6 separate regions of the Mus musculus genome follow, and regions 2, 3, 4, 5 and 6 are each linked to region 1. Evidence: chromatin contacts called from public HiCAR-type and promoter capture Hi-C data. All regions are on one chromosome and are shown on one strand. Each heading gives the region's core, a stretch centred on a gene start, on an enhancer-like site or on the middle of the called end of the contact. The rest is flanking DNA. Distances are from core to core; before and after follow the strand shown. Region 1 holds the start of Laptm4b (lysosomal-associated protein transmembrane 4B). Region 2 holds the start of Ropn1l (ropporin 1-like). Region 3 holds the start of Cmbl (carboxymethylenebutenolidase-like (Pseudomonas)). Region 4 holds the start of Cct5 (chaperonin containing Tcp1, subunit 5 (epsilon)). Region 5 holds the start of A830021M18Rik (a long non-coding RNA gene). Region 6 holds the start of Rnf19a (ring finger protein 19A).

Region 1 (3,839 bases), core at 693-3,192:
GAGACAAGGCCTCTAAACTTAGCTCTGTCTGACCTGGAACTCACCATGAAGACCAGGTTGGAATCAAACTCACGGAGATCTACTTGCCTCTGCCTCCGCCCTTCTGAGTGCTAGGATCAACGATGTGAGCCCCCATGCCTGGCCCAGTTCTTGTTTTTCCGGCAACACTCTTTTGCATTCCAGTAATCTTTTGCACTCCAAAGATCCTGTAGCTGTTTGGTTTACCTACCAAGCTTCACCTGCGCACATTTTCTTCAGCTAGTGTCTATTCTATATTTTAAAATCTATAGCAATTTGGCTACTGTGACTTCATATCTAGAATAGTAAATTTTCTGAAATATAAAATTCATCTGAATCAATGTGTCATTTGCTTAATAAATTTGAAATCTTTGTGGGAAAAGAAGAGAGAGGGCAGTATCTATGTTAATTTTGAATTTTCAGAGTCTTTCAATGCAGTATTCCTCAGTCTGTATTACTATCCCTTTCCTGAATACTAATGTTTGTGGTTTTGTTCACTAATGGCTGTGGGCATAATTATATACTCTTTTTGCAACCCTGAGGATGGAGCTCAGAGCCTCCTGCATCCTGAGATAACACTCCACATGAGAGGAAAGCCCCAGCCCATAACTAACAATAGACAATCCCAGAGAGAAAATTATCTTTAATGTTACGAAGAAAAGAAACAAATACCGAGCTTTTCCAATTCCTCCCACAACAGTTATCCTGCTTGTATCTTTGCTCAAGGACCTACACGTGGTATCTCTGGGAATAGAAGCCAAGTTTAAACTAGAGTGTGGTAGATGCACGTCTTTGTGAAACTAACCAATCTTGAACCATCTTTCATCTTATTTGACATGTACTTTAATTTAAATCGAACCCATTTTAAAACTTTTTTAAATTTTTGTTGTTTTTCAAGACAGGGCTTCTCTGTATAGCTCTAGTTGTCCTGGAACTTACTCTGTAGATCAGGCTAGCCTTGAACTCAGAAATCCACCTGCCTCTGCATCCCAAGTGCTGGGATTAAAGGCATGCGCCACCACTGACCGGCCAAATTGAACCCATTTTATTTCTTGTTCTAATCCTGAAATAAAACTTTCACATGGTCTCTTTTTTTCCCTTCCTTCCTTTCCTTCCTTCCTTTCTTCCTTCCTTCTTTCCTTTCCTGAAACAGGGTTTCTCTGTGCAGTTTTGGCTGTCCTGGAACTTGCTCTACAGACTAGGATGGCTGTCCTGGAACTTGCTCTATAGACTAGGATGGCTGTCCTGGAACTTGCTCTATAGACTAGACTGGCTGTCCTGGAACTTGCTCTATAGACGCTGGCCTGCCTCTGTCTCCTGACTGCTGAGATTTAAAGCGTGCACCACCACCAATGCCCGGCTTCACACGAACTTTTAATTTAAGTTATCAGAGCTTCTTAGCTAGCACTGTGGTCATCAAAGGCTAAACTTGGATCCTATCCAAAACAGCAGCTGGAGGGACATCCCCCGCCCCCAGACCCTAGTCCTCTGCCTGGGCTCTTTCAACGCTGTGTATTGTGACTTGCATAGATCTTTTGGCAGTAATTGTTTTTTTGTTTTTGTTTTACTAGAACTTCAGTCATTATTAAAAATGCCACGGAAGCACAGTGAGGATGCCCTTGACACACATTCTATTTTCTGGGAAAAGATTGCTACTAAAGTAATTGAGCTGGGAAGCTGAGATAAATTGCTCTCTGCGGGTTCCGCAGTGGTTCAAAGTACCGCAGTTGACTGGAATAATCATTCTAAGCAGTTTTCCTTCCTTCCGCCAGTTTGCAAGATAACTACAATCCTAGCACAGCATTCACCGGTTATTTGCAAGCTAGATGTGAGGCAAACACAGCTGGAATGAATCTGAATCCTAACCAAAGGTGCACCCCATTTCCGGAGGAAAATTCTGGAGACTCCCTCAGGGTCCAGCAAGGAAGCATTTATTTGGCGCAGCGCTCCCAGCGCCCGCAGCTGGCTGGAGCCGGTGGTGACATCACGAGCCCGGGCAGGCCACGTGACCCACGGCTTCTCCTCCCCCCTGCCTCCTAGCGTCGCCGCGGTCTTCGAGCCCAGTGTCCCGTCGCAGCGGCCACTCGGAGCTCTCGGTACAGTGCAGAGCCAAGGGTCGGGCGAGCGGTCCGAGGGTCGGGGCGGCCAAGGAGAGGGGCAGGAGCAGCGGACCCAAGACGAAGCGAGCGACGCTCTCACAAACTTCCACGAGCGCCGGAGCTATGAAGATGGTCGCTCCCTGGACTCGGTTCTACTCCCACAGCTGCTGTTTGTGCTGCCATGTCCGCACCGGCACCATCCTGCTGGGCGTCTGGTACCTGGTGAGCGCGCCCTGGCGTCGAGGGAGCCCCCGGGGTCCCCACGCGCGCCGCTCACCCCGCGCCACTAAGTCGCTTCTAGGTCGGCGTCGGTCTGGGGGCCGCCCGCGATCATCCGCCTAAAGTTGTATTATTAGAAAGTTAATTCTCGGGGAGAGCCGGGCTGCAGTGGCGGGGGCATGTGGGGCCGGGCGGGGGGGGGTGGGGCACCGGGCCCTGCGAGGTGCGGGCCGGGCATGTTCACCCCCGGGACGCACCACGGCTACACAGCGTTCGCCCTCGCGAGTTCGCGTCCGAGCAGAAACGGTTGGGAAATTCTTGTTCCTCTCGAGAGGATTTTCCTGCGTACGCCTGTTTAAAGCTCTTACACAGGGAAGGTACCCAAGTGTGCCTGTGTTCCAGTTGGCTTGGAGAAGCCATCTTAACAACCACTCAGGTTCCTGCCCGAGGACAGGTGATCCCTCTGAATAGGCACGGCGGGCAAATTTAGTTTTCTTTAAAAATGGCCTTCAGGTTGGCGCTCACATTTGTGTCAAGAACAAACATGTGATTCTCTGGGGCAGCGAGTTAGCTTGATGGATTCTTGCCCTGTGGCGCTGGCTGCCCTTGGTTGGTGGTTGGCAGCCTTGGACTGAGTCGGATTCCTCAATATTTTGGATTTTGTGACATCATTTTAGAGAGATCCGAGCTACTTGCTGCAGAACAACGAAATGTAGTTGAAAGTGGTAGTTAAGTGGCATATAAAACTTTTTAGTTAGAACATATTCTTAGCTCCCTTTGATAGTTTAAAAAGATATTCAGTATTGAATTGTAAACTGCCTTGTGCCATTTTAAACAATGCATTCCCCTTCCACGTGATGTTACAGTTCTATTTATAGTCTCAAGTTTTCTTTAGTTGGGTCCATTATGGCCGCATAATAGAATTTTTTAGTCTTAAAAGCTTTCCAACAGACCTTTGGTATATGTGGGTTCTGGCTGTTCAGTGTGAATGCAAATTGAACATTAATGTATTGGCTCAGCCCTGACTTTTCTTAAAGCCAAGGAATTTACAGGAATTTAAAACCATAGTTGGAGTGTGGAAAGTGGCCTCAGGAAGTGCTTTTATCGATGGCCAGTCAGGGCAGAAGGTGGGCTGCAAATGTCTGTGTCCTCCTTGGAAGTGTTCAGATCTGCAGGCTTGCAAGGGCTTCAGTGGATGCAGTTGGTAAAATCTAGGGCATTGCATTAGGCAAATGTACTACATGATCTACGGGAGATATAAATCTACTTTAGTCTTGTTGGCAGTCATCCAACCATGCTGTATTGGTGTGTCAAAAGCAGACTTCCCCCTCCGTAGGCTTCCTTTCCTGTAAGAGCCTGCCCTTTGTGAGGCATACGCTTCCAAGGAGACCAGAAAAGCTTAGGTACTCACCACATCTATATAGAAATCTTTTCTATTCCTATTGAAAATTTCTTGTTCACTAGTTGAGTTCCCTTATAGTTTTAAATACAAATCTGTTATCT
Region 2 (3,839 bases), core at 483-2,982, 2.8 Mb before region 1:
ATCTGAAAATGTGTGAGCTGGAGGTTAAGGAGGCACAGAAATGGCTTGGGGCAACAACTTGAGTGAATTCCCTTCGGATTTGGCCAGCACGAGGCCTTGTGCCAGGCAAGGTCTTAAGCCACAGTCAAAGAACTTGTAGCCAGGAAGATGAACATGAAATTAAGCACCAGGGCACCAGGTATGTCTATGAGTTATCAGAAACCATCTAAATCTGAAACATAGATAGATGGACATGGATAGTGAAGACTGAATAGATTAAAGGCAACCCCCTCTCTCTTCACCCTTTAGGGTCAACTCCACCTATAACTACTAAGACTTTTGTGCTCCTCTCTGTGGTTTCGTTAATGAGCTAAGGAGTGGTGCGGACAGCCACGAGAGAAACAGATGCAGAACTGTTGACCTAAAAGTCCAGGCCCCGGTTACAATGCTGTGGCTTGGTGGATTCACACCTATTCATAGTTGTTCCCTCATCGGCAGTCTAATGAATCAGGGATTTCTTGTGTAAGGCTTCAAAAAAACTCTCTCTGTAGTATTAATAAATGTGCCAATAGGGGCGGAGACTTGAAGTGCAAATAAACTTTCATAAAGACACCCTAGCCCTTCTCTCTAAGGCTCGAGCATATGTAATATCGCTGAGGGGTTATTGAGAGAACTGACAAAGGGACCGCTGGGCTCACAGGTGACCCTGACGGAGCTAAGTAAGACATCCAGGTCCTGTCCCCTGAAGCCCCGTGAGAGGTACTCTACATGGCAAGCGTCTTTGCACAATTAAGGACTTTAGATGGGGGAAACTATCCTGAAGAAACGGTATGGCTCCTAAATGTATCACAGGACTCCTCAGGAGAGGAAGGCAGAAGAGAACCCACGGATTGTAGAAGGGCCAGGAAGTTCCAACAGCCGAGTCTGATATGGAAGCAGCCACCCCAAACGCCTGTTGCCTGCTCCAGATGTTTTGTTGCTTTTACCTCCAGAGCTGTCGTTTTTTAAAAGTCGAGTTGTTAAAACAGCCAAAAGTAACGAAACCACCTTAGCTAATATAGTTCAGAGAAAGTTAGCAAATTTTGGCTAAAAATAGTTATTCTCGTGATTTAAAAAGTGGCACAGTTCTCTTGTAAAACCGAAAGAATGAGTGTTAAGATTATAATGGTCAGGCCCTTGAAAGGGTTCCTGTCCTTGTTTCTAGAGTGTGAAGGTTCGCTAGCTGTGAGCTGTGCTGGACAATTTTCTCAGGTGGCAGCTTTCACATACCTCTGCCTCATTTGGGGGTGGGTGGGGGCATAATTCAGTTGTTCTGGGCGGTTTCATTTATAACATCCCTGTAACTGATTTTTTTTTTTTTTTAAACTCAGCGGAGCCACTTTTTGCCCCGCGGTTGGTGTGCAAGCTTTGTTAGTCTACACCCACAACGTCGGCGTCTGTACTCGGTAACGGGGTGAGGTTCCCTGGCCGGCCTTACCCCGCCGACCACTGCAGCACGTCCGCCGGCTGCGTACGGATGGCAGCCTTGGTGAACTGCTTGAGGATGTCCGGCAGCTCCGGGGGGATGTGGATCTGCTGCGCGCAGAACATGGTGTCGGGCAGCGGCATCGTTCTGGGGAGACCGCGGCGGCCTGGGACGTTGTGCTGCGGGGAGGAGAGGCAGGGTCAGCGCAGCGGGCGGCGGGGAGGGACTGCTCCGCCCCCTCAGGAAACTGAGGCCCAACCGCCCAGAGCGGATAGAGCACGCGATTGTGGCGTGCGGTCTCCAGGCAACCCGAGCTGCGCATGCGCACAGCCTCAGCAAACAAGGGGCGGACGTCCGGCTGGCCTCTGTGACCAACGAGTGACCACAGAGCGGAGAGCGCCATAAAACAGCTTGTTTTCCTAAAACGCGGAGGTTGCGCTAATCCGAACCCCAAGAGGTCTCGACCAGGGTCTCGGCTTGGCGTGTGACTCCATTTGGTCCACACACCCACTGTATGAATACACATTTCCAAACCAAAGCAGCTTGGCAAAAAAACATTTAGTTAATAGAATGGGAAAACAAGGACTCTCAGACACTGTTGACAGAAATGAGCGTTTATCTGGGGACTACAGGATTTTCTAACGACTTAGCAATATTTATCCTAAGGGGGGGGATAGGCATAAGGAGTAAATAATAATGCCTATTATGTAGCTTGGTAGGTTAACTTTTATTAAAACCTCTATCATGGTCTCCAAAGAAAAACAACACAATCGGGTAAAACCAACAGAGTTAAAATCTGATGTGGGGACTGCGAGACTCGCAAGGCTGGGGTTCATTTGAGCTGGGAATTGGAGACCAGCCTGGGCAACATTTAGCGCTTCAAGAAGCAACAAGTCTGTTCCCACCCACACCACCACCACCACCACCACCACCACCACCACCACCACCACCACCACCACCACCACCACCACCACCACATGACTGGTGAAGCGGAAAAGATTGTAAAACAATCTGGGTGTGCAGGTGTCTGTTCCTTTTATTCTTAAAAGTCTCAGGTATAAATTGTGACAATTCAGCTTTTGTTTTCTTAAGTGAATTATATTTTGCTGTTGTATCTAAAAAAAAAAAAAAAAAAAAAGTGAGCCTAGCCTACATTGACCTTTTTTTTCCCTACATAAGTTACTATTAGTTCGTTTGTACAGTATCTGTAGTGTGAATGTTTGCTTTTCATTCTGTTACCAGTCCAAATACTTCACTTTTTTTTTTTTTTTAATTTCAGCATCCATGCCCCGTTGTGTGGAATCCACTGAATACATACGGAAGTGTCTGCTTTACCAGATACACTATGGCAAGGAAATGGCCACCTAAGCAAAATGGGTGTGGTTCCTGAGCAAGAAGCTCCTTCCTCCTCCAAGTACATCCTAAAGCATAAATGAACGAGCCGAAAGAAAGTCTTAGGCACGGTTGTATAAGCAAAGGAGATTAAAGAAAACAAAACAAAATAAAAAAACCCAACGCAATGGCTAAACAACATAAAGTGATGCAGAGGGGCCTGTGCCTTGCTGACAGTCTACCCATGGTTTTAAAGGCTTGCAGAGTAGCAGCAGGAGGCTGATGGAGGACTAGGTGTGTATGTGTGCAGACCTAACGAGCCCACTGAGGAAGCAGCTAGGCCTCAGCGGTCTCCCCGGAGGGAGTCCTGTGTGCTGGCTTGGGCAGCTGACTTCTCGCTCTCTCTTCCATCTTCTGGTTACTATCTGTTCTGCACTTGTGGTCCTTGGAGGCAGACATCTTCAGTCACTTAACACATCAACTCTCCTAATCACTGTGTTTCAGGAGATAACCAGTTTTGAGTATTGGTTTCCTTTGGCGAGGACTTTCAACTTCACAGATTAAAGAGGGAGGTCTGGGGTTCAAAGAGCATATTTCCACCACTCCTACATTAAACAGCAATGTATTTAATTGGGTGGAGATGAGGAAAATGTTGAAAGCTTTTGAAAAACTTGAACTTAGAAAAACTAGAAATGGCCCCTAAAACCGAAAGATCTCACAATCATAAAGGAGAAAAGGCCACGCAACCCTTTCCTTCTCAGGCATGTAGGCAATGACATAAAACGGTTTCTGATGTGTCTTGTATCAGGCTCCATCCCAAAGCGATGGCTCACGGCAGTGTCACCCTGTGGCCCAGGTGGAGGGGCTTCACGCCTTCCAGTAGTAATGCTCTCCGTCCATTCAGTGCATGGGCAGGGGCAGACGTGTCCTCTGCAGCAACACTTTCCACCCACTGTCAAGCTTCAGATAACTGTTTTTCTTTCAACTATAAACACCTATATTCTTTTGGGGTGGGGCCTTCCTGTCACTCAGGCTCCAACAATCCTCCTGCCTGTTTCCCAGC
Region 3 (3,839 bases), core at 654-3,153, 2.7 Mb before region 1:
TCTTCTTCTTCTTCTTCTTCTTCCTCTTCCTCTTCCTCTTCCTCTTCCTCTTCCTCTTCCTCTCCTTCTCCTTCTCCTTCTCCTCCTCCTCCTCCTCCTCCTCCTCCTCCTCCTCCTCCTCCCTCCCTCCCTTTCCCCCTCCTCCTCCTCCTTAATACACTGTATGTATTTCTGTTCCTTAAAAAAGAAAACCAAAGGACTGGAAACCAGCTCAGTGGTTAAGAGCACCTGCTGCTCTTCCAGAGGTCCCAGGTTTGGTTCCCAACACCCACATGATAGCTCACAACTGGAGTCTGTAACTGCAGTCCAGGGGATCTGACACCTCTTCAGCTCTTGGAGAGCATCAGACAACCACATGGTGCATATACATATATACATACATACATACATACATACATACATACATCATGCATGTGTCAGGTCCCAAAGAAACTCAGGGCAAATGGCTGGCTATTAGCATACCGAAGCACACACAGCCCTCCAGGCTCACTGGTACTTGTGGCTCTTCTCACCCCAGCCCCTACCTAAACCTCTCAATCATAGGGACTGCTTCCCTTCCCGCAACTTCCTTTTCCTATGTCGCCCCACCATTACAGACTCTGCACTCTCTTGGTTCTTTTCCCTTTCCCTTGGTTCTCTTGGCTTTTTCCTCTCTTGCACCGCCCCTCCTGCCCCGCCCCTCTCTTGGCTTTTTCCTCTTTTGCCCCGCCCCTCTCTTGGCTTTTTCCATTCTTGCCCCGCCCCTCCTTGCTCCTCTCTTCTCTTCCTTCCTACTCTATTTTCTCTCTCCTCTCATGGCCCGGTCTTTTCTGCTGGCCATGTTCAATCTGGATGTGTAGCTTCAATTCCAGGGGTCCACTTCCCTCTCTGGTCTCAGGTGACACCAGTCATGCTGACATACATGCAGGCAAGAGACCATATACATAAAATGAAACAAAAAAAATAGGGGCTTGGAGAGATGGCTCAGTGGTTAAAAGCACTGGCTGTTCTTCCAAAGTACCTGGGTTCAATTCCCAGCACCCACACGGCAGCTCACAACTGTCTACACTCACGTGAACACGCATGTAGGCAGAACACCAATGTACCGATATACATAAAAATACAAATAAATACATTTTAAAAGTTAAAAAATAAGTGAAAACAAAAACACAACTGAGCCTCCCTCACAAGCACCAAAACAAACAACAAGACAACAGAAGAAGAAGAAAAAAAAAAAAACCAGAAAAAAACCCCCACCTCTCCATCTTAGAGAAAATGTTTTGCTTTTGTGGAACACTAAGAGGCAGCTTCCCCACTCCATTGTATGCATTTTTTGACAGTTTCAGAAACAGGGAGAGCAATCCTGTCCCACCTGAGACTTTTAACGGAGCTCGTGGGCTTTAGATTTCATCCATCTTTCTCAGCAAAGGCACGGTTTATGTTATTGGTTTGCCCTGAGGACAAGCGCTGCCCAGAGCTAGGCCTTGAGCCAGCACCCACATCTTCAAGAGACAGCACCGGAAAATTAACACTGGTTTCATTGCTCTTCCCTGGGCGATGCCTCCATCTTCTTTTCTCAACGTTTTCTTTCACTACTTTCCTTCCTCACAGACAAACCACCCAAGCCACAAGAAGATTATATGTAAGTTGGGGTAAATACACAAATGTAGTAGCTTAGTGCTTGAAATAGCCCGATTGTGATTGACCACAGAGAAGTATGCGTCCCAGTAGACAGGCCCAGGGCAGAGTGCCAGGCTCATTCCCTGCCTCTTTAGGCCTCTGTTTCCCTCCTATCACCACTCTTCCTACCCTGCCTTCTTGCTTCCATCCGGGAGCCAGGATCCAGCCCCTTCTCGCGGTCCTTGCGGACCTGCCCCTCCCCCGGCTTTTCCCGGGAATGCAGGACACTGCCACAGCAGTGTCCACTTCCCGTGCAGACTGAGACTCCTCCCTTCTTCTGCATGTCCCTCCCTACCGGGTCAGCTCCAGGGCGTCTGCCTCCTGCTGACTTGCTCTTCACCATTAGACAAGGTAGGTGCTGGTCGCTGGGGACAGACAAACCTGCTGGACCTTGCCTGTGGCTTTGCAGGAAAAGGGCTTTTGCTGGTGCAGATGTGAGGCGCTTCCAGGATCATTTTCCAAAATGAGCTGCCATATATACTGTCCTGGCAAAAATGGCAAGGACCACAGCCAGCCCTAGGTGCCCACCCTTGACTTCTGAGGATATTTTTCTGTAGGTATTCAGATGTTTGCTTTTAAAAACAGCTGAGAGTTTGTAGTCAAACTCACGTCCCTGAGAAGAACCCTTCTTCCCTGACCTTAAATACTATTTTTAGGCTGGGCATTTTGATTATATTGTTGTTGTTGTTGTTGTTGTTGTTGTTGTTTTGTGAAGATGGAATCATGAACAAACTGAGCATATTTGCATTAAACTCAGTACCCACGTCTGGCAACAGTTCTTCTGGGTGGATAGAAGCAAAGACAGGCTGTCATATAAGAATATGACATCCTAGATGGTGGGTGGATCTTGCCAAGACAGTGTGGTTTTACACTCCATGGCCACTGGGGTTGGCCCAGGTCCTAAAGAGACTGGCCGATGCAGTTTATATCCACTTGCTGACAGAAAAGGACACCTGTTGTCCCCAGAGTCCGTTTAAAACAAGGTAGTCAGAATGGAGCCCTGGGCACACACACACCACGGGACAGCCTGCTGGGCCTGCAACAGAGAGAACAGACCAAAGGCATGGCAGTGATTGGCATGATTAAAGAGGTCTCTATGTGCCGCTTAGGTCTAGTTTTCTATCTAACGCTGTCCAAACCGTGGACCTGCTGCAGACCGTGCACATGGTCAGGAAAACTAAGTACTTGGGGGAGGGAACAGCAGAATCACTCAAGGCTAGGAGTTGGCTCTGCCTTCCTCAGGGCAGGACACAAAATCAGGCGCAGTGAAGTTTCTACAACCTTTAACCTGGCAGGCTGCCAGCCCCTCCCTCCTTAAACACCAGCTTTCTACAGGATCAAACTTGCCCTTGTACTCTGAGCCCATGTCTGTGACTCCTTTTTGCAGGTACTTCCTGCTGCAATCTTGTTTGTGCACTCTGAGCTTGTTAAGGCTCTCTATCTATCTATCTATCTATCTATCTCTATATATATATACTTCTTTTGGACAAGTTCATTGTGTGATCTGACTTCTGAGCTACACCAATCCTCAGAGCTTTAAATCAGGAAATCTGTACTCTGAGACATGCTTTCTTGCTGTGTCTGACTTCCAGGGGGCAGGGAAAGTGATAGAGTTTTGCTCCTAAAAGACAGCCTTCCACAAAAGGTGAACATTCATCCAGGTGTAAACAGCCGAGGGTTTATGGTAGTCACGACAGAGGGGACTGATGTTCTAGCTGATTCGAGAAAGATGTCACAAAGAGCAGACTTAGATCCAGCAAGGGAAGACCCCAGGAAGGTGTCTATGACACCTATGACAAAGGAGACATGGAAAACCCTTGGAGGGGATGAGGGAGCCCTTGGTGGAGGTGAGGTGGCCCTTGAAGGGGATGAGGTGGCCCTTGGTGGAGGTGAGGTGGCCCTTGGAGGAGGTGAGGTGGCCCTTGGAGGAGGTGAGGTGGCCCTTGAAATTTGCCCATCACACCTACAACAGGAATGTAGGTTGTGCTCAAGCTCCTTGTGTAGCCAAGGGCAACCCTGAACTTTTGCCTTTTACCTCCTCAGTGATCAGATTACAGGTCCGTGCCACCATGCTGTATTTGAGGTCTGGCGATTGAATCCAGGGCTTCATGCATGCCAGATGAGCACTCTCTCCACCAACTGAATGACCCCAGCCCACATTGTCCTTTGCCTTGTCATTT
Region 4 (3,839 bases), core at 600-3,099, 2.6 Mb before region 1:
CGCCAAGGGGAACCTCACGGCTCTGGACCTAGCTTTGACTCAGGTGGAAGTGGAATAAGTCATGACCCTTCTCTACTCGGCAATTTCTCTATGACTCTGTCCCTAAAGAATCTAATTCTGTAAGCAGGACCCATCCTGAGTGAGGACCACATGCAATAGTCCATCTGGTTAACACAAACGGCTGGCACAACAGGACTGTTAACATGAGTTATACTGGTCAATTTTCTGTCTGTTGGAATTTTGTTATTGGCACGTCCCCAGAAACAGGAAAAAAAAAGGGGGTTGAAGTTGTCTTAGTCAGGGTTTCTATACCTGCACAAAACATCATGACAAAGACACAAATTGGGGAGGAAAGAATTTATTCAGAATACACTTTCCACATTGCTGTTAATCACCAAAGGAAGTCAGGACTGGAACTCAAGCAAGTCAGGAAGCAGGAGCTGATGCAGAGGCCATGGAGGGATGTTACTTATTGGCTTGCTTCCCCTGGCTTGCTCAGCCTGCTCTCTTATAGAATCAAGACTACCAGCCCAGAGATGGCACCACCCACAAGGGGTCTTTCCCCCTTGATCACTAATTGAGAAAATGCCCCACAGCTGGATTTCGTGGAGGTACTTCCCCAACTGAAGCTCCTTTCTCTGTGATAATTCCATCCTGTGTCAAGTTGACAGAAAACCAGCCAGTACACAAGTCGACACAAAACTAGCCAGTACACAAGTCAACACACAACGCGCACAAGCTGAAGGCAAAGAGAACCAAGCATCTACCAGGCCTCAGTTGCTATGTCCACTTCTGCAGCCACTCCAAAACACCTGTCAGAAATTCGGTTTGATAGAGAACTCACCGAGGGATTTCCCTAACACCAGGTCAACCAGGGCACCTCAAACCTGGAGGCACGACTGGCACAATACAACCTAAAATGGGGCTCCCTCCTTCCTCTGAGCTTTTTGTGGCAACACCAGTGACTGTCACTCCTTTCTCCTCTGGGGGCCTAGCACCGGCTCTTGGGTAGCCTTTCTTATTCCTCTCCTTCTGTGAGACATGCCTTCCGACTCAACACTTCGGCTCTGCCTTCCCTCAGGGTAACTTCTTTGTTTCCCTTTAGGAAACTATCCTCAATTGCGGCCAACTGTGCTCCACTGAAACTCTCTCCTTCCACTCCAAAAGTCACCACCATGCGTTTTCTGGCCCAAGGGACTTTACGGTCCCTTTCCTACAAGCAGCCATTCGGTCTGTCCTGTGCACGTTTCTCACTAGTTTTCTCCCTTTCGGGACAGCCCCGCTTCTAAGGGACAAGCGACTTACAGATGTTACAGATGCACCGGCGCAGGCCTGCTCGCCCGCCCGGTGAGCTGGGGATGCGACCCCACCCAGCTCTGAAGCGGCGGATCGCTCTCCCTACCCCACCGTGGGACGAAGGCCTCTACGCCCTCTCCCGCAGCCAGAGCGGGGATGTGACCCTAGAGCCCAAAGGGGCTCCCCGGCACCGGAGATTCTCGAGCTTTCGGGCCAGCACATGGCCGAGCTGCTCTCTCGCCAGCGCAGGCGCACAAGCGCTCCGGCCCACTCCCTTCATCCCGCGGCTTCGCGTTCCGGGCCGTTACCTTGAGGGCCTCAAGCCCCATGAGACGGGACTTGCGATCTTGGTCCTTGATAATGAGAAAGGGGCGCCCATACTCATCGAAGGCGAGGGTCCCCACGGACGCCATGGTGGACGAACTAGAACGAGCGCTCCTCCAGTAACCAGCGGGGACCACTCGGGAAGAGAGACACACCGCACCTCCCTCTCGCGAGAGGACGCAGAATCCCGCGCATGCGCAGTGCAGACCCCGCGACTTACTTTTCAACAGTGACTTTTTTTACGCCGCAGAGTAGCTTCTGGAATCGGCCGCTGTTGGGAACGTCCGTTTTCCACGAACCGAGGGGGGGGGTGTTCGAAACTTAGAAGGCGACGTCTAGCACACAAATGCTAATACTAGACATAATGTAGTCACTGATTCAAGGATTTAAGTTTTCAAAGTTTTTGAATCCAGAGTTGCAGCGGGGAGCTTATTTCCTTAAGATATTTTTCTTTTCTTTGATTGCCGCCCGGGCTCTAAGACGTTGGTAGATTCCACTTCCGGTCTCCCCGGAACGCGCGATGGAGCGAGTAGGTGAGGTTTGACCGGCCTGGCGGCGGGCGATATAGTTGTCTGTGGCGCGGGCGCTTGTGGGGATCGGGCGCGCGTGGCTGCGGTGCTCTCCGTCCCGCGCCGGTCGTGGCTACCACAGTGCTTGCTGGGGGCTGCTGTCCGCACCTCCGTGCACAAGACTCACTGCTCAGCCCGATCCTAGGTCGGCTGGAATCCACCCTGCGGTGGACGAGCTGCTGCTTGGAAGCTATTGAGCCTGTAGCTTTGTTTTCTTGTCTGCAAAGATAATAATAATAATAATAATAATAACAATAATAACAGCAATAACAACAACAATAATGACAAAATAATAGCAACAAAAACAATAATAATAATAATAATGATAATGCCTACTTCACAAGGTTGCTGGACGTGCCTGGTCGTCAGCACATAGTATTTGTCCTTAACTTCCCAGGTTACACAGATCCTGGGCCTTCCCCGCGCGTGTACTGTAGGTGGAGACAAAGTAGCACCGGCTGGTGCTCAGAGTCTCTTGTTCTCAGCGTTTTGCTGTTAGAAAGATACCCCGTAAGGGTAACTGCACGGTACGTCTGCCAGAAATCACGATTCATTTTATAAGCTCGGATTTATTTGTGACGAGTTTCCAGTCTCTCCACTCGTACCCCACAGAACAGAAACTGTCCCTGCCGTATTGTCTGTTTTTATTAGGTACTCAAAATTAGAGTGCATATAACCTGTATGACAGTAGGCTAGCTTTCAGGTCTGTGCTGTTACATGACACAGATTGACATTATGTCAGGACAAGGTTTTTAAAGTTAACACAAACAAGGTTTCATTGTGACATTTTCATTCATATATATATATGTAATTGTACCTTGCCATTGACCTATAAGCTGTCCTCATTATCCTCTCTCCTCCTGGTCTTCCCTCTCAACACAGCACACACACTTGTATACAACAAGATTCTGCATCTGAGCGAAAACATGATGGTTCTGAGTCATTAGTTTACAGTTGAATAAAGCTCTGTGTGTATGTACACCACACTGTATCCATTCCACTGTTGGTGGACATCAAGCTAGGTTCAAGAAAGACTTCAAGGATGGCACGGCAAGTAAAGGCGCTTGTTGCCAAGCCTGACCGCTTGTGCTAGGTCTCGGTCCCACGTGGTGCAGGAGCGAGCAGATTCCCACGTGGGTCACAGACCGCCTTCCAGTCAGGCGGCTGCTCCGCTCCCACTCTTCTTGCTTGCACGGGCCCAGTGGTTCGATGCTTTTGCCCTCAGTTCAGATTCCTAGTTTCCTTTCCCCTGTATTCCTTCAGATGCTCATACATAGGCTGACACGTCTTTGCCTCAGTTGGTTTCTACAACTCAAAGGCCAGCTGGGAGACCCTGGAGACCGGGGCGTCATTATTGTCTACCTTCTGGCTTTGTGCATGTGTCTACAGGTGAGGCAGACCTTGGGCCATCTGATTTGTGTTTAACTGTCGTAGCCCAAATTGATACAGTATGATCTGTCTATGACAGAAAGAATTCTTTCTTTTTTTAAAAAAGGGATTTATTTATTATTATACATAAGTACACTGTAGCTGACTTTGGATGCACCAGAAGAGGGTGTCAGATCTGATTACTGGTGGTTGTGAGCCACCATGTGGTTGCTGGAATTTGAACTCGGGATCTTTGGAAGAGCAGTCAGTGCTCTTACCGGC
Region 5 (3,839 bases), core at 855-3,354, 2.5 Mb after region 1:
AGTAGGAATGAGGAAGGATCAGGGTTAACAGCAGGCAAGGCTGATGGGAAACTCTTTCCCTTCAGCCCAAGCTGCTTTCCTGAGCCTGAGTAAGGTCTCCTGCTTTCCTGAGCCTTGCTTTCCTTTTCAAACACCTCCCTCCCAGCTTGAGTTAATCCGAAAGTAACAACAATGGAAGTAAGGCTTCCATTTGCAGTATTCAGCCATCTTGTCTCATGCCCTAAAGCATTCAGAGAAAAGCCAGCTCTAGGTTTGGTGCAGCGTCGGTCCATCAGGGACCCAGAACATATCCATCTTCTTGCTACCCTGTCATCACAAGATGGCTGTCACACTGCTCCACCATATGTTAAGGCAGGGAGAAAGGAAGCAAGGAAAAAGCCAACATAACCTCCCCCACTCCTTAATCCAGGGAGGAGGTTTTCTTAAAATTCTCCCTAGTAGACTCAGCAGCATAGTTCAAGATACTTAGCCAGCAGCCTGGTGTGGACCCTGGATAATCAGGACAGCTCATACACTAGTTGCATCATGGAGAGAAGTCTTAGAGCCGCTCCTCTGGTCTGATGTCACCTTGTATGTGGTGGATTGTAGGAAGCTGGAGGGGAGCCAGCAGAGGGGGAGGGCAGTGTTTGTCACTGGACACAAACGTGTTTTGGAGTTGTTACAACGAGTGTGCCACTGTAGTGTGTTCTAGCTCTGCATCAGCCCCCACTTCTGTCTCTATTCTACAGGCTTTGAGCAAAATGGTGTATGCCACCCTCAAAATATGAGGAATAGCTGAAGAAACCTGTATTCTGCATCTTCATCTGCCAACCTCTGGAGACCACTGACCTATAAACTCCATAAACTCCGGCTTTCCCAGACTGTCCCATGCTGGACTCATGAGCACCTTGACACAAGTCTTTGGGCTTCACTCTGTGGGGAGCCGCACTCACATTTGCCATTATAAGATGGCGCTGACAGCTGTGTTCTAAGTAGTAAATAATCTGCACATGTGCAGGGGCAGTTTTCCCGCCATGTGCTCTGCCTTTTTTGTGATGACAACTGGGCCAATGGGCTGCAGCCAATCAGGGAGCGACACGTCCTAGGCGGAGGATAATTCTCCTTAAAAGGGACGGGGTTCTGGCACTCTTTCTCTTCGCCTCTTCGTCTCTTCGTTTCTTCTTCTCTTCATCTCTTCGCCTCTTCGTCTTTTCCTCTGCTCTCTTCCTCTGCTCTCTGCCTCTCTCCCTCTCTGCCCCTCTCTCTGCCTCTCTCTCTGCGTCTCTCTGTGTCTCTCTCTCTCTCTCTTCCTCTCTGCCTCTCTCTGCCGCGCTCTTCCTCTCTTGCTCCTGAGTAAGCAATAAAGCTTTGCCGCAGAAGATTCTGGTTTGTTGCGTCTTTCCTGGCCGGTTGCGAACGCGTGTAAGATCACTCCTCTAGCAACATTCAGCTAATGGAACATCCCCATGTTTTGTGTAGCTCCTCTGAGCTCAGCACAAAATGGAGAATTCCCTTTTTCTAGCAGGGCTTCCACTTCTCTGACTACCCCCCCATCCTCTACCTGAGGAAGGTAATGGGGTCCTTGGCAAACCTACAAATTCCTCTCCCTACACCCCATAAGAACCTGCCCAGCAAATACCTGGGATTCCTGGAGAGCTTTTCCACACAAAAGAGGCGTTCCCAGTTCACTGAGCTCCAGCCAGTCATCAACATTCACCCTGAAAACTCCTCTCCACTCTCCAAAGTTCATATACAGCCCTTGTCCACCCAAATAAAGTAAGTGAGCACCAGCTATTTCACTGAAGACCATCTAAGAGCCACTTCATTGGGAGTCATCTAAAAGAGCTGTAAGACTAAAATCGCCAGAGAAGGCCTTCCTTGGTGAAGCCCTCCACCCCATGCCCACATGTGAGTTCAGCTGGACTGAGAGCCAGTCCCAACCTGTTCCAGACTCCACTTCATCCTTCAAGCCTGGTGCCTGGACACCCTGAGGGAGGAAACAGAGGACAGAGAAGCACTTCTGGCACCCAACGCGGCCCACAGCTGGAGGAAGCTAACATACACCTGGGAGGATGCTGGTACTTGATGGGCTGGGCTATGTCACAAGAGGGTGTGGTACAGACCTTTGATGGGCTGGGCTATGTCACAAGGGAGTGTGGTACAAATGCTTGCCATATAATGCTTTGCTATTGCTCTCCTGGTTGGGTCACCAATCTTTAGACACTTAAATTGTCTAAATGTAAAGAGAATTAATGTCACTACAGGCTGCTAAAGAGCAGAAGTTACTGTTGGCATGACCTGGCAATAGCCAGGTATGCCTGGCTCACTCTAAAAGGGTCTGCATGTCTCTTCCTCGCTGTCTGATCCTCTTTCTTACTACCTGCCCCTTCTCCCGCTCCCCCCTTCCTCTCCCCATGTGTTCCTGGCCTGCTTCTCCCTCTCCTCTCCCCACCTCCCGCCTTTCTCTGCCTCCCACCTTCCCCATGCCCTAAATAAACTCCATACCATGCCTCAGGGGGAGGGGATGCCTCAGCGGGGGCCTGTGGAGGCAGCCCTTCCACCTCACCCACCATACAGCGCCTCTACCAACACGGGTGCTGTGCCTGGGATTTAGAAACTCACAGGTTGCATGAGCTCATATTTCCGTGCTGCCACATGGACTTTGCAGCCATGGGATGGATCTCTTGCTAGACCTCTCCACCCAAGCACTGGAGAATTGGTAAAGCTCCCTACTCTCACTGGTCAGCATAAACGCCCTCTGGTCCCAAGGGAGGGCTGTTGAGCTTGCAGCCACCCCGTGGTGTCCTGGTCTTCTTACTGATGCTTCGTTCTCGGACCTCTACCCCTGGGTGAGTGCTCTCTCTGTCTCTGTCTCTCTTTCTCTGACGGTTTTTCTCTTGGCTTCTCTTGCACACTGCTGAAAAAATCCTACGCTTAGGCAAACCATCCTCCCTCAGGCTCTGAGCCCCACACACAGCTCGTGCACTGGTCCCGCAGCTCAGCTGCTAGTTCACTGCGTGGCTGGTGATCTGTTTTGGCTGCCTCTGTTTCTAGCTATCACATTTGTACTAGAGACACCGGGGAACGGGGAAGTCACTTGCTCCTATTCTCACCCAGAAGGGAATATCTTTGCTAGCACGTCTCCTGGTTAAAATTTGGCCCCTATACCCATCAAAGAATAACTCTAAATGGCCGTTTACTGGAACTTTAATAGCAAACTTTTACAACTCTCTAGCTAGCGATCTGTAGACCATTCCCTACCCCACGTTTTCTTGCTGCTTGCTCTCCACTCCCGGTTCCCTGCTCCCCTGATTCTGCCGCCACCACGTACTTTCCATCCGCCCCTCACTCTCTGTTCAGGGCGGTGCTGCCTGACAATCCTGAGCTCTCCACATTCCCCCTTGCTGTCTCCCTCCCTGTTTGACCTGACTCCACAGCAGCCAGTTGACTAGAGCTCTGGCAGCAAGGACACAGCTGCAGCTACGGCCCCCCAGCCCCGCCTACTCAACCCTGCCACCCAGTGCTCTGTGGCACGGCGTGATCTCTCGCGCGCGCCCCACCGCCCTGAGTGCCTGGAGCACACTTGCTCTCCAACCTGAGCAGAGTTGCTAGAAGACAGAACGCTGCTTCAGGCGCTGCTCTCTACTCTTGACCCCCATGCTGATATTCTGCTCTGCCAAGCCACAGGCACACTCCCGTAGCCATCGCTTGCCGCCAAGCCACGCCCCTCACGCTGCACTGCTTAGATTCATCAGTATGTTTGTCTTTGTAATGCTTCTGTTGTTCCATTCTAAGTCACACAGGCACATTCCTACAGCTCCATTCTAGGGGATAACAGTGACTTTTAGCGCCATCTTAAC
Region 6 (3,839 bases), core at 615-3,114, 2.0 Mb after region 1:
AGTACAATGAACAATTCTTTATATTAATTCTAATGTTCAACCAAGGCATCTCCAAGATGAGGTATTTCATGCAGCTATTTTAGTAATGAATAGGTTTGTTTCAACTTCTAAAATAATTCTGCAATTAAAAAAATTAACCTTACTGGGGTTCTAGAATGAGAATCGATGATATAATAAAAAAATACACTCAGGCTAGCTGCCATATGCATTCTTCTTCAGAAAGACACCTTGCAATGACATTAAAATCTTTCCATGGTCACATGAAATTTAAGCTTACACTGTATAATATATATATATATATATATATATATATATATATATATATATATCTTGCTTTTGTTTTGCATAATTTGGTTTAGTAAGTCCCAAGACTTAATACCAATTCTTTGTCCATGAAATTGTATGTACCAAGTAAAGAACATTTGAAAGTAAGGACATAGCCATTTTCTAAATATTTACATTTTAATTCAATACAGACAGCTCTGTGTTAAAGAAGCTTAAGCAAGCAAATATGGAAATGACTTGAATTACAAACAGAAGCACTAGGATGTGCAAAGAGACCGGTTTATAGCAAAACCGGAAAGGGAAAAAAAGACAAGTATCTCGTCACACTACATACAATGAAAAGGGTCAAGAAATTCTGGTTAAAATATTAAATAATCAAAGACTGCCAGGTACGCGTGCGTATACACAAACATACACAAAGTAGAATGAGGAAGATCAAAATATTTTGAAGGCACCAACCACGGAAAGGCCCGCTTTCATACCTCCCGTTTGCTATCATTTTACACCAGCCTTTATAGCCAACCCTAGGTTTGAAAATTGCAGCTGCATTTAAAGGCCGTCCTATCATTACCAACATTTTGCGACATTCTCAACCCTACACAAAGTAAAGCACCAGTCGTGTATTTCTATCTCCAAGGGCGCCAACAAGCAAAAATTAAACCTTTCTTTTTCCCATATATAGCCTTCACCATTCTCTTCCCTCTTTTATTTGCTGCCCTTGTCTCAGGATTAACGAACCTAAACCACTTCTTCCCATTAGTGGAAATGGAAAAAGAGAAGAGAGCGACAGTAGAGCGGAATCCCAGACCGAAGGAAAAACTGGCAATTCAAAGTGGTGGCCTCACTCGGGGTGAGGGCAGGGAAAACCCCAGACGTGGAGTCCGGAAGACCCCCGTTCATCCCCAGGCTATACGGCTTTCCGCGCCGGTGCCTGCTTGTGTGCGCGATCTCCGCTCCCGAAGGAGGCGGTCATCTCCCCGCCGCCCTCCCGGGCCCCAGGCGGCAGGCTTCGGGGGCGAAGTCCGCGGCGCCCAGTGTGCGGCGAGGCCCGGAAAGCGTCCCGTTAGAGGCGATTTCACCCGTCAGGAATGCGCTCCGCCCCCGCCGCCTCCCCACGGCGGCCGCCCTCGGGTCTCGTCCGCTCCGCCGCCCCGGAACGCTCGGGGCAGCGCCGTGGACAGTCACAACACCGACGGGGCCACAGGCCCGGCCCCCCACGCCCCGGCCCGCACCCCGGAGACGGCCGCAACGGTCTCCCGGCCCCAGACCGAGGCCTGAGCGGCGCCTTGAATCCCCATCCGTAGGGGAGCCGCCCGGCTCCCGCGGCTCCGGCGCCTGCCGTACCTCAGCTCCTCAGGGCGGCGGCGGCGCGGGGCGGCTGGCGAGCAGGCCCATCCCGCGGAGGCAGAAAGCGGAGGCAGAACGGAGGACGACTTTTCAGCACCGCCGCGGAACCTTCTCAGCTAGGGCGAGAGCTGCCGGTGGAACGGTTGCGGGCGGCCGCTTTCCCGAACTCCCCTCTGTGACTCCAGTCGGACCGTCGCAGCCGGGAACCAACACAGCAACTGCCATTCTCCCCCGCCCTCGCCCCCAGGCCCCGCCCCCTCCACTCCCTCCTGCCCCACCCGGCATAGCCCCGCCCAGCGCGCCTTGCGTCTTGGCGTCAAGCCCCGCCCCGCCCCACGTCGACCAGCCGCGGTTATCTCTGGGACGCGGTGGTTCCTTGGCTCCAGCACGTTCGCCTCGCACTGCGCGCTCTCGCCGCCGGCCCTCCCGCGGGCGGCGACTTACTCGGAACGCGCCGGGCAGTGGGGCGGGAGACGCCCTTCTTGTAACCCCGACCCCGTCTCCGTGAGGTGATAGGAAGGGACGGCGGGAGCCGCGTTCCAAGTGGAGCGCTTCCTGAGCGACAGGACCCTGACTTAGCTTTTCAATCCTTTGTTCACCTGCTTGATTGGCAACCCTCGGGAGAGCAGAGCCGAGTCGTCCCCAAAGAAATATCTCAGGTCTTATCAATGTCTGATACAGTAGGAGTTACTTTGGCCCAGCCTGTGTCTTCCATTCCCCTCCAGCTTTTGATCCAGTCGGACACCCTTTGAATTTTTCACCTACATAAGACTTGGTATAGAGTTAGTTAAATAAACAGATCCCTTTCCTGTCCTGATCCCATCCTCTCCGTTTATTTCTCTTGGGGACTTAGATCATTTCCTTAGAATCCTGAGAAATGGATGTGATGGATGCCAAAATGTCCATCCACCATCTGTTACTTAATCTAAATATATCACTCGATCCTTATTTCAGTGTGTCTAAACTAGAAACTCACCAAGGAGCCATATTTTTTCAAACCCCACTTGGCCTCTTTGGTAACACAGTAAATTTTTCCCAGTTAGAAACAGGCTAGGCGATCTAGGGCTAAATGTCTTTGACCATACATCTTAAAGGGAGTAAGTATGGATATGATTTCCATTTATTGGAAGTTGAGAGCCATTATGTGTATACCTTAAAATGCTATCAAAAGGCTGCATTCGATGCCCAATAATCTACAGGACACTTTAAGCCTACGGATAGTGCAAGAGTAGCTTTGCAGTACAAATGGAGTAATGACTGGTAAGGGTTTTGAGTAAAGAATTGTGCAGAATAACAGTGGTCCTGTACTCTCTATAGTCATCATAGTTCTGAGAAATTAAATTTCTGTCTTCCTAGAAATTGGAAGGGTCTGCTGTTACTTACTAGTCCAATATGCATATCCTGAGAGAGATATACCTGAAGGACATCTCCACTTGAATCTATGGAGGCATCTTGTATTAGATAGTTTTATCTTAACATGAGACAAGCTAAAGTCGTTTGAGAGAAGGGATCGTCAATGAAGAAAACACCTCCATGAGACTGGGCTGTAGGAAGCCGTAGGACATTTTAATTAGTGATTGATGGAGAGACAGCCCACTGTGAATAGTTTCATCCCTGGGCTGTTGGTCCTGGGGTCTATAAGAAAGCAGGATGAGCAAGCTATGAGGAGTAAACCAGTAAACAGCACCCCTCCACAGCCTCTGCAACAGCTCCTGCCACCAGGTTCCTGCCATATTTGAGTTCCTGTCCTAACTTCTTTCGGTGATGAACAGTGATATGAAAGTGTAAGCCAAATAAACCTTCCCCAAGTTGCTTCTTGGTCATGGTGTTTTGTGGCAGCATCAGAACCTTAAGACAAACCTATAGCTCAAGTCTGTCTGAGATAGACAGGGGCTTATCTAAAACAACCCTTACTTCTCTCATCCAAGCAGAGCCAAGCCAGAAGTCCAGGGTTCTCACAGACACCCTGTCTTTGGTCCCTTTCACTGAGTCCCATTTATTATGCCCTCTAAATATCACTCTGTTCTCTGTGCTGTATACCCTTTGCCTTTAGGACAACAACTTCAAGTTTGGCTGCCTCCCCCAAGAGAACGTGGGAAAATTGAGATGCCTAGGCTGCATCCAAGTGAAGGGGGCTCTGGAGAGCCGTATATTTTTAAATTCCAGGTGATAAATGTACTTTCGAGACTGGAAACCATGCTACAAAG

The links. Promoter capture Hi-C pulls out the DNA fragments that hold promoters and counts their contacts. HiCAR-type assays count read pairs that join an accessible place to other places.
Region 2: a contact with region 1 is called in a promoter capture Hi-C map of liver, with 4 times the contacts expected there. The contact joins the promoter of Ropn1l here to the promoter of Laptm4b in region 1. A contact is called at or near these places in 2 of 39 promoter capture datasets (embryonic stem cells and liver) and 1 of 115 datasets of contacts at active chromatin or transcription factors (astrocytes).
Region 3: a contact with region 1 is called in a promoter capture Hi-C map of liver, with 4 times the contacts expected there. The contact joins the promoter of Cmbl here to the promoter of Laptm4b in region 1. A contact is called at or near these places in 2 of 39 promoter capture datasets (embryonic stem cells and liver).
Region 4: a promoter capture Hi-C map of pre-B cells shows a contact between it and region 1, with 6 times the contacts expected there. The contact joins the promoter of Cct5 here to the promoter of Laptm4b in region 1. A contact is called at or near these places in 4 of 39 promoter capture datasets (embryonic stem cells, hippocampal neurons, liver and 1 more) and 1 of 115 datasets of contacts at active chromatin or transcription factors (astrocytes).
Region 5: a contact with region 1 is called in a promoter capture Hi-C map of liver, with 3 times the contacts expected there. The contact joins the promoter of A830021M18Rik here to the promoter of Laptm4b in region 1. A contact is called at or near these places in 2 of 39 promoter capture datasets (liver and pre-B cells).
Region 6: a HiCAR-type map of astrocytes shows a contact between it and region 1, with 4 times the contacts expected there. The contact joins the promoter of Rnf19a here to the promoter of Laptm4b in region 1. A contact is called at or near these places in 1 of 39 promoter capture datasets (pre-B cells) and 1 of 115 datasets of contacts at active chromatin or transcription factors (astrocytes).

The regions. Positions count from the first base shown.
Region 1 is chr15:34,236,084-34,239,922 of GRCm38.p6, forward strand. It overlaps Laptm4b (lysosomal-associated protein transmembrane 4B), which reads left to right and starts at 1,943. Exons shown (of 7, transcript NM_033521.3): 1 at 1,943-2,339. The coding sequence starts at 2,241.
Region 2 is chr15:31,451,957-31,455,795 of GRCm38.p6, forward strand. It overlaps Ropn1l (ropporin 1-like), which reads right to left and starts at 1,733. Exons shown (of 5, transcript NM_145852.2): 1 at 1,457-1,733. The coding sequence starts at 1,587. Gm49208 (a long non-coding RNA gene) reads left to right here and starts at 1,715. Exons shown (of 2, transcript XR_003951491.1): 1 at 1,715-1,956; 2 at 2,724-3,839.
Region 3 is chr15:31,566,930-31,570,768 of GRCm38.p6, forward strand. It overlaps Cmbl (carboxymethylenebutenolidase-like (Pseudomonas)), which reads left to right and starts at 1,904. Exons shown (of 6, transcript NM_181588.4): 1 at 1,904-2,010.
Region 4 is chr15:31,599,997-31,603,835 of GRCm38.p6, forward strand. Cct5 (chaperonin containing Tcp1, subunit 5 (epsilon)) reads right to left here and starts at 1,850. Exons shown (of 11, transcript NM_007637.3): 1 at 1,605-1,850. The coding sequence starts at 1,709. Atpsckmt (ATP synthase C subunit lysine N-methyltransferase) reads left to right here and starts at 2,120. Exons shown (of 5, transcript NM_026546.3): 1 at 2,120-2,153. The coding sequence starts at 2,141.
Region 5 is chr15:36,724,141-36,727,979 of GRCm38.p6, forward strand. It overlaps A830021M18Rik (a long non-coding RNA gene), which reads left to right and starts at 2,105. Exons shown (of 3, transcript XR_875150.3): 1 at 2,105-2,828. It overlaps Gm41297 (a long non-coding RNA gene), which reads right to left. Exons shown (of 3, transcript XR_875152.2): 1 at 3,575-3,839.
Region 6 is chr15:36,281,283-36,285,121 of GRCm38.p6, forward strand. It overlaps Rnf19a (ring finger protein 19A), which reads right to left and starts at 1,865. Exons shown (of 10, transcript NM_013923.2): 1 at 1,630-1,865.